2 separate regions of the Mus musculus genome follow, and region 1 is linked to region 2. A link is a contact called in public ChIA-PET data. All regions are on one chromosome and are shown on one strand. The core of a region is the stretch at or near the end of the contact, and the rest is flanking DNA. Distances in the headings are between cores, read along the strand shown. Region 1 has its middle 14 kb from the start of Dnah5. Region 2 has its middle 14 kb from the start of Gm31458.

Region 1 (3,734 bases), core at 401-2,900, 110 kb before region 2:
ATTTTTCCCAACCCGTGGTCACACGGATGTCCCTGGTTAATCTCAGCAGATCACCAAACAAAATGAGTATATAGGAACAGGAAAGGGATTCAGGAGAGCTCTGAACTGGGGTAGGAAGGAAGTGCAAGGTACGGGGAGTCACTGTGCATTGTGTACGTGTGAAAAAAAATGTCCAAGGACAAACCTAATAAGTAAAAATAAGTTTTAATATATCAGAAAATAAAATAATAAAAATAGAAAAATGCAGGGGACATAGGGAAGGTTTCGGATATGACTCCGAAGCTCTCCAACTTTGTGGTATGATTCCTTTTTTAGGTAACCATAGCTCTTAATATAGTCTAAGATGATTCCAGGTTAAGTTCGTCTTTCAAGCATTAGTACTTTTCTACTGCTGTGCTAAATTGTCGTGAGCAAACCAACTTATGGAAGAAAAGTGTATTGATGTTCATGGTTCCAGAAGGGTATGGATCTGGTGTGTCAGGGCAGCGTGGCAGCAAGCGTCTGCATGGTAACTGTGTCAGGAAGATCAGGGTAGCAGGGCAGCAAGCATCTGTGTGGTGACTGGGAAGGGCAGAGATCTTATAGCAACCATGAGCACAGAGCAGAGCAAGCAAACTGAAAACGGCGTGAAACCTACCCCTAGTGGTGTGCTTCCTCCATCATGGCTACGCCGCCCCCTCCCCAAACAGCATCACTAGCTGTGGATCAAGTGTTCAAATGCACGTGCTTGTGGTGGACATTTCTCGTTAAAAGACTACAGGTATGATTTTGATAGAATATTAATGTATTTTAAGAAAAGTGTTTACTGAAGCTCATTAATCTCACCAAAGGCCACCAACATGAATGCACTCAGTGAGATTTTATGCCACGTTAAGGATGTTATTCCAATATAGGACAACTTGCTGCCTGCACAAGCTTACAACAGAGAAAAGAAGATGTTCCCTGGATTCATTCATTACTCACCCACCTTCCAACACAGGGGAGAGGGAGGGGGAGGGGGAGGGGAGAGGGGGGAGGGGGAGAGGGGAGAAGGAGAGAAGGGGGGAGGGGAGAGGAAGGGGGGAAAGGGAGGGGGAGGGAGAAAGGGGGAGGGGAGGGGGAGAGAAAGGGGGAGGGGAGAGGAAGGGGAAAGGGATGGGGAGGGGGAGAGGAAGGGGAGAGGGAGGGGGAGAGGAAGGGGAGGGGGAGGGGGGAAGGAGATCAAAGATCACACATGAACCTCGTGAAGCAAAATACTCAAAACCTACCCTTAAAATGCTTGAAGAGTTACTGTTTCGAATATAATAACATCTGTTAAAATTCAGTTCCGAAACCGAGCTAAATCATGTAAATGAGGAGGCGCGGTAGCAAGTCTGAGAACTTAAGGGGGAAATTAAAAATGAGACGCAGTCTGTGAAAAGTTGCCTTCAGTTTGGAAGAAAGTGTGTGATCAAGAGGGCGCTCTAAGCCTGAACCAGAAAGGCCTGGGAGAAAATGGTTTCTCTCTGATTCTCCATTTCCTTCCCCTTCCCTAAAACACAGGCTTGAATCTGCCGCTTTGTGAAACCACTCGACGTTTACAGGAAAGGGTGACTTTAAGGAACTGTGATGACTCCGCAGGTGACCGCAGGCGTGCTACACCACACCGGCTCACACTACAGGCACCCACTCTGGCCAATAAGGATACAGGTGCTTTGTCCTCGCAGCTTTGTCAGCGTCTGCCTACCTACCGCACTCTCTCTGATGCTCACGCCTCATTCAAGTCTCAGAAACCTCTCTACATCCTTTCTTTTATGGGGTCTCTTCAGAATCTTACAGCTTCCCTCTGAAGTTGCACGCGCGTTAGCTGTTCCTTGAGTCTGATCTTGCGTGTAATAGTTTTCATAGTGAATAATAGTGGGTTTGGGTTTTTGTTGTTGTTTTGTTGTTTTGGTTGGATTTTTGTTTTTTGTTTTGTTTTGGGGGGTTGTTTTTGTTTTTGGTTTGGGGTGGTTTTTGTTTTTTGGGTTTTTTGGTTTTTGGTTTTTGGTTTTTGGGGTATTTTTTAGACATGAAGTCCTAGAGCTTAAAGTTGACCTGAAACTCGAGAGGTAACTGAAGGTGATCTTGAACTTCTGACCCCCCCTGCCTCTGTGTCCTGAGTGCTGGAGCTACTGACACGCACCAACATGCCTGAAGCGTGCAGTGCTGGGAATCAAACCCGGAACTTCGTGCACTGTAGGCAAGCGCTTTGCCAACTCAGGCGTATCCCCAGCCCTATAATGGCATTTTAGAAATATAACCTAATGAGTGTTTAAAACAAACAAACAACAACAAAAAAAGGTGACTTTAAAATATTGTCATTAACACAACACCTGGCACTTCTCAAGAGCTCATGAAATAAATACACACTGAATGACCATTTTTAAACTGCCTGCATTGTGTATAAGTCAACATGATATTCCTTTTTGTTAAATAACAATCCCCGTCTTTCAATCCCTGTGACAGTGTCTCTCAGATCGTTGCGGTTCTCATTCTTCTTGGTTTCCTGTCTGATTTGTTGGGATAAAATAACCAGTGACAGAGATATGGGACATATAAAGGAAGAAAATGTCGAGGAATGGAAAGGCCAAGTCCCGCCCCTCCTACAAGCCCCTCCTACAAGCCACTTTCCTACTGCAGCCCTTACCAAACAGAAGGTGGGGGCTTCCCATTCTCCCTCCAGCATGAGATGGCCATCAAGACTGACTCCTCCATTCTTTATTGCCTTGAGAGACACACGTAGTTACTCTTTCTTCTTATCAAGTGCATTAGGAATGAAAGGTAGCGTTTTATTAATTGAATTGAGCACAAAAGTGAATTTCAATGTAATGAGCCTCAGCTTGCTCTTGCTTACCTTCCAGCCTGAGTTTCAGGCTTTCCTTTCAGAGAACTGTCGAATGCTGTTTGTTGGCACAGGAGTGTCATGTTGGGAAGGTTCTTTTATTAATGATGGGTCTATAAACCCACATGAAAAGAGCGCTGTACCCGCCATCAGCAGACAGCTTTGTCGGGCTTTCTCCTTTTAAGAAGAAATCTTTAGAATTCCAGTTACAAGAGTTACAGGCTTTCAATCTCATGCCCTATAAAGTCTTATGTTCGGAGGTTAATAAAATGAGATTAATCCGGAGATACTACATGTTGTGTTCTTTTCTTCACTCCTTTCAAGCAAAATACATTAACAGCAGCAATAGTCTGGGCTGGGGAAGGGACACCAGCCCAGCCGACTGCTCGTGGAACTCAGCTGCCCCCCAGCGGCGACGGAGAGAACAGCACGATGAACAGGGTGGTCATAGCGGAGAAAAAAGACCTGGGAGCATTGCGGTGATTAACCTTGATTTATATCGACTTTCTCACATTTACAAAAGAGATGGCCCAGCAGGAGGTAGCGATGCTGAAGCCTTTAATGCAAGAGAAGCCAAAGTCTCCTGTTTGACGGAAACACCATGCCTGGCCTGTTAGGGCACACCTCTAAATCTCCATAGTCTAGAATGCGACCATTAGGAAGACCCTGTCTGAGAACAAATCTTTGTCTATGTTCCAACGATCTCCTTTTTCAAAAATTCCCAGTTTAGAACTTTCGCCTGCTATCAAATGAACTAAGAGAAATAATAATTATAAATAAAATGCATCTCCGTGTATACAGAGACGGTGCTTTAAAGAAACAAAATCACTAAGAAACAGGACTCAAGAAAATGTTCAGCCTTGGCTGCTCCTCCAGGTGCGGGTTCGATTCC
Region 2 (3,701 bases), core at 278-2,777:
AAACCTCTCAAAAAAAAAAAAAAAATCCCAAAAGCAGAAGATCAAATATTCAAACCCAATGGGGGACATTCTTACACCTAAAATATAATAGCATCAGAAGTGGCAAGGCATCAACGTGTACCAGCAGACTGCCCTGCAAAGCAAGATGACTGTCTGATGAAAAACTCAGGAAATTCCTAAGTCATCCACAGTGGTACAAGGCCTGTTGGAATCAAACACACTGGCAGAGCTGGAGGGTTGACGCAGCTGTTAAAAGCATTTGTTGTTCTTGCAGAGGACCTGGGTTCTTTTCCCAACACCCACATGGCGGTTCACAACCATCTATAATTCTAGTTCCAGAGAATCCAATGTCCTCTTCTGACCTCCGCAGACACCAGGTACACATGTACACACATGAAGTAATAAAATAAATAAGCCTAAAATAAAATTTTAAAACCATCGATCCATCAATGGCTATGGTATTACACTGCTTATTTACTTTTGTAATTTTTAAAGATTGGTTTGTCTTTATTTTATTTATCTTGGTGTTTTGCTGGAATGTATGTCTGTGTGAGGGTGTCAGATTCCCCTGGAACTAGAATTGCAGAGAGTTTTGAGGTGCCAGGTGGGAGCTGGAAATTGAACCCTGGTCTTCCAGAAGACATCTAAGTCACCTCTCCAGTCCGTATGCTTATTATTTTCAAAGTCTTTGACATCAAAGGAGCCATACAAATGGGTCTATGAGGGAGAATTCGTTCTACTATCTTCACTTGAGATTTTCAACTGCAAACCAATTGATACTATAAATCAAACTTTTTAGTGATAATATCTAGTAGCACAATGGACTAACTAAATATGAAATAGAAGGCGGACGAGGTAACTCTGTGATACATAATATAACCTGCTCTTATAGAAGACTCGTGTTCAGTGCTGAGCATTCACGTCAGGGAGCTCGTAAGGGCTTGGAATTGCAGCTCCATGTGATCTGACACCTTCTGAACTCCATGAGCATTCCACTAATGTATATGTGTGTGCACACACAAACACACAGAGAGAAAGAGATAGTTGCACATATACACATAATATTTTAAATAAAATATTTTAAAGACACAAAATAGTAGTTATAAATAAAATATAGAAATGGATATCTATAATAGAGCTTTGCTTATACTAAACCATATTGACCTAAAAACGAACGTATCTGACATGAATTTGTAGACACTTTAAAACTTCAATAAATAATGCTATTGGATTGGTCTAGTAATGTTGGTGTTTATTGGCTAGTTAGCTATCTTTAACACTTTGAAAATTATTTTCTGTGTCTGAGTTAGGGTTTGGAAGTGACAAGATGCTGCACTCCACCAATCTGAAGTGTCAGGATGCCCTACCCACAAGTCTGTCTCGGAGTAGCTGCTGTTTTCTGACCTCTTATCCTCTGCCAGGTAGTGACGTAGTAGTCAAGCTGAACTGTCTCATTCCACAGCTGACTCATTCGTGAAAACCACATCTAACTGTGGTTTCAGAGCTTTCTTCACGTGATGTCTGACCCTCGCTGGCTCTAGCCGGCAAGGACTTTGAAGTCTTTTGTCCTAATGCTATGATCTCAACATTTGTCATCTCCAAACCCCGTGTTGGAATTTAATTGCAATTGTAACAGAATGAGGAAGTGTAACCAAAAAAACCAATTAGGCCAAGAGTGTTCAACTATAACAGGTGGGGATAATACCATTATGACAGGATCCGTTTGGCCCCCTCTTGTCTCTTACCCTTCTGCCTTTTGTTATGTAAAGGTTCAGGCAAATTTCAAGGCTCCATATTGCAAGAAGATGACAGTGAGCTTTATCAAATACTGAAACTGTTGGTGTCCCTAGCCTAGAACTTGCACCCTCCAGAGCTTCCAGCAATAAATTTGTATTAGCATGTTTATAAGACAGTGATGTTCTGTTATAGGGGCATAAATGAACTAAGATACTTACTTTATTGCACTAAAAGAGCCCACTGGGTGCCTGGAATAAAAAGAAAGAAAACGATGGGAGTGGCCAGGCACACCTGCCACCTCCTCCTTTTCCACCCCATCCCTTTGGAAAGATGCATGGAAGTTGGGAAAGCCACCATTGTCATGGACCAAGGAGATTCAAACCAGTTTACCTCAACTGGGCAAACTGAAAGAGCGTCCTGGTTCCTTTGGCTTGTTCTGTTCAGCAGTGAGAAGAGCATGACTTCCCTGAATGGGCCATTCTTCTAGCAAGAAAGGCTGGAATACTAGAGGAGCATCCTCTTCCAGAAAGTTAGAGACTTCAGGATAAAGGATCTCCACTGGATCTGGTGTAGCTTGTCTGTCTGTCCTGCCTTCCCTTTCCCAGAATTCCAATCATCTCCTTACCACTTAATTTAAGTGACATTATCTCCTTTCTGAAAGAATATTGGACATAATAAAGTCTCTCTGGTATATTAGGGATGATACGTAGCCTTATTCATGACACTAGGTATTTACATACCAGGACAAAAGTCTTCTAAATTCAACATTTAGGAGGTAGACTTTGACGATCACCTGAGGGTTATACATAGTAACATAAACCTGTGGCCCCAGCACTCAAGAGGCTCAATCAGGAGAATCCTAAGTTTGAGGTTAGCCTGGGCTACACAAGGAGATGCTGTCTCAAACTACTACATTCCCCCAACACCCAAAAGTAACTGCACTTGGCAGAGCTAGGAATATAACTCATGGCAGGGCACTTATAGACCACATGAAATACACCTTTAACCCCAGCACTCAGGAGGCAGAGGCAGGCAGATTTCTGAGTTCAAGGCCAGCCTGGTCTACAAAGTGAGTTCCAGGGCTATACAGAGAAACCCTGTCTCGAAAAACCAAATATATATATATACACTTAGTCTGATCCCAAACATTCAAAAGATATTACTCAATGTTAAAAGTATTATTTTTTTACTTTTATATTCTACATTACCACTTTTCTAAAGGTGACTTTACAACACATAGAATGATATGTTATATATCCATCCCTATAACCTGAGAGCTGATGGCTTAAATGGTCATCACCAATGCCTCGAGTTTATTAAATGGAAGATATCTTCCATACCTCAATTAAAGATGTGAAATGCCACCCTCATTGGTCGTAATACATTAATTTAACTCCATAAGAAGTATAAATTGTTTATAACTCACACTGAGAGAAAAGGGAAGTGAAATTCAATGTCATCTAAGGGTGAGAAAAAAAATTATTCTACAGAACAGTCCATCTCCAGTAATTTCTTAAAATTACTTTACTATTACATATAGTCTCAGTAAGTATTTTCTGAGTAGATGAACTTGAATGGAAAGATGGCTTGAATGGAGAGATGACTGCAGCAGTGGAGAACACGCAATGTTCTTTCAGAGGAGTTGAGCTCAGTCCCCCATGCCCACACTGGGCAGCTCACATGTACCTGTAACCCAGCACCAGAGGATCTAACACCTTCTTCTAGATTTCAGACACAAACCACATACATATCATTAAAAAGGTAAAAATCAAATCTTTTTAAAAATTGAATTAAAATGAAAGAAAATACAGGAGACTAGAGAGAACAAAGAGTGTTATCTTATTTTCTTATTCTATAAAGGGTTTTTAGAATAAATTTTGCTGGGCTGAAGAGATAGTTCAACAGTTAAGAGCACTGACTGCTCTTCCAAAGGTCCTGAGTTCAATTCCCAGCAACTACATGGT

What was found. ChIA-PET counts read pairs in DNA pulled down with a chosen protein or histone mark.
Region 1: an RNA polymerase II ChIA-PET map of memory CD8 T cells shows a contact between it and region 2, with 30 read pairs. The contact joins two enhancer-like sites. A contact is called at or near these places in 19 of 484 Hi-C or Micro-C datasets (the C2C12 cell line, the HPC-7 cell line, LSK cells and 10 more), 3 of 115 datasets of contacts at active chromatin or transcription factors (bone marrow-derived macrophages, memory CD8 T cells and pancreatic cancer cells) and 1 of 9 other capture datasets (adipose tissue).

Annotation. Positions count from the first base shown.
Region 1 is chr15:28,187,732-28,191,465 of GRCm38.p6, reverse strand. It overlaps a transcript of Dnah5 not described here. Among named protein-coding and RNA genes, the nearest start is that of Dnah5, 14 kb to the left of the region's middle. Within about 2 kb of position 1,650, at least 48 of the 459 cell types and tissues checked have an H3K27ac peak or open chromatin away from gene starts, as enhancers often do. A contact at or near this core is called in memory CD8 T cells and pre-pro-B cells, where this site is marked.
Region 2 is chr15:28,079,152-28,082,852 of GRCm38.p6, reverse strand. No RefSeq gene overlaps it. Among named protein-coding and RNA genes, the nearest start is that of Gm31458, 14 kb to the right of the region's middle. Within about 2 kb of position 1,527, at least 67 of the 459 cell types and tissues checked have an H3K27ac peak or open chromatin away from gene starts, as enhancers often do. A contact at or near this core is called in memory CD8 T cells and pre-pro-B cells, where this site is marked.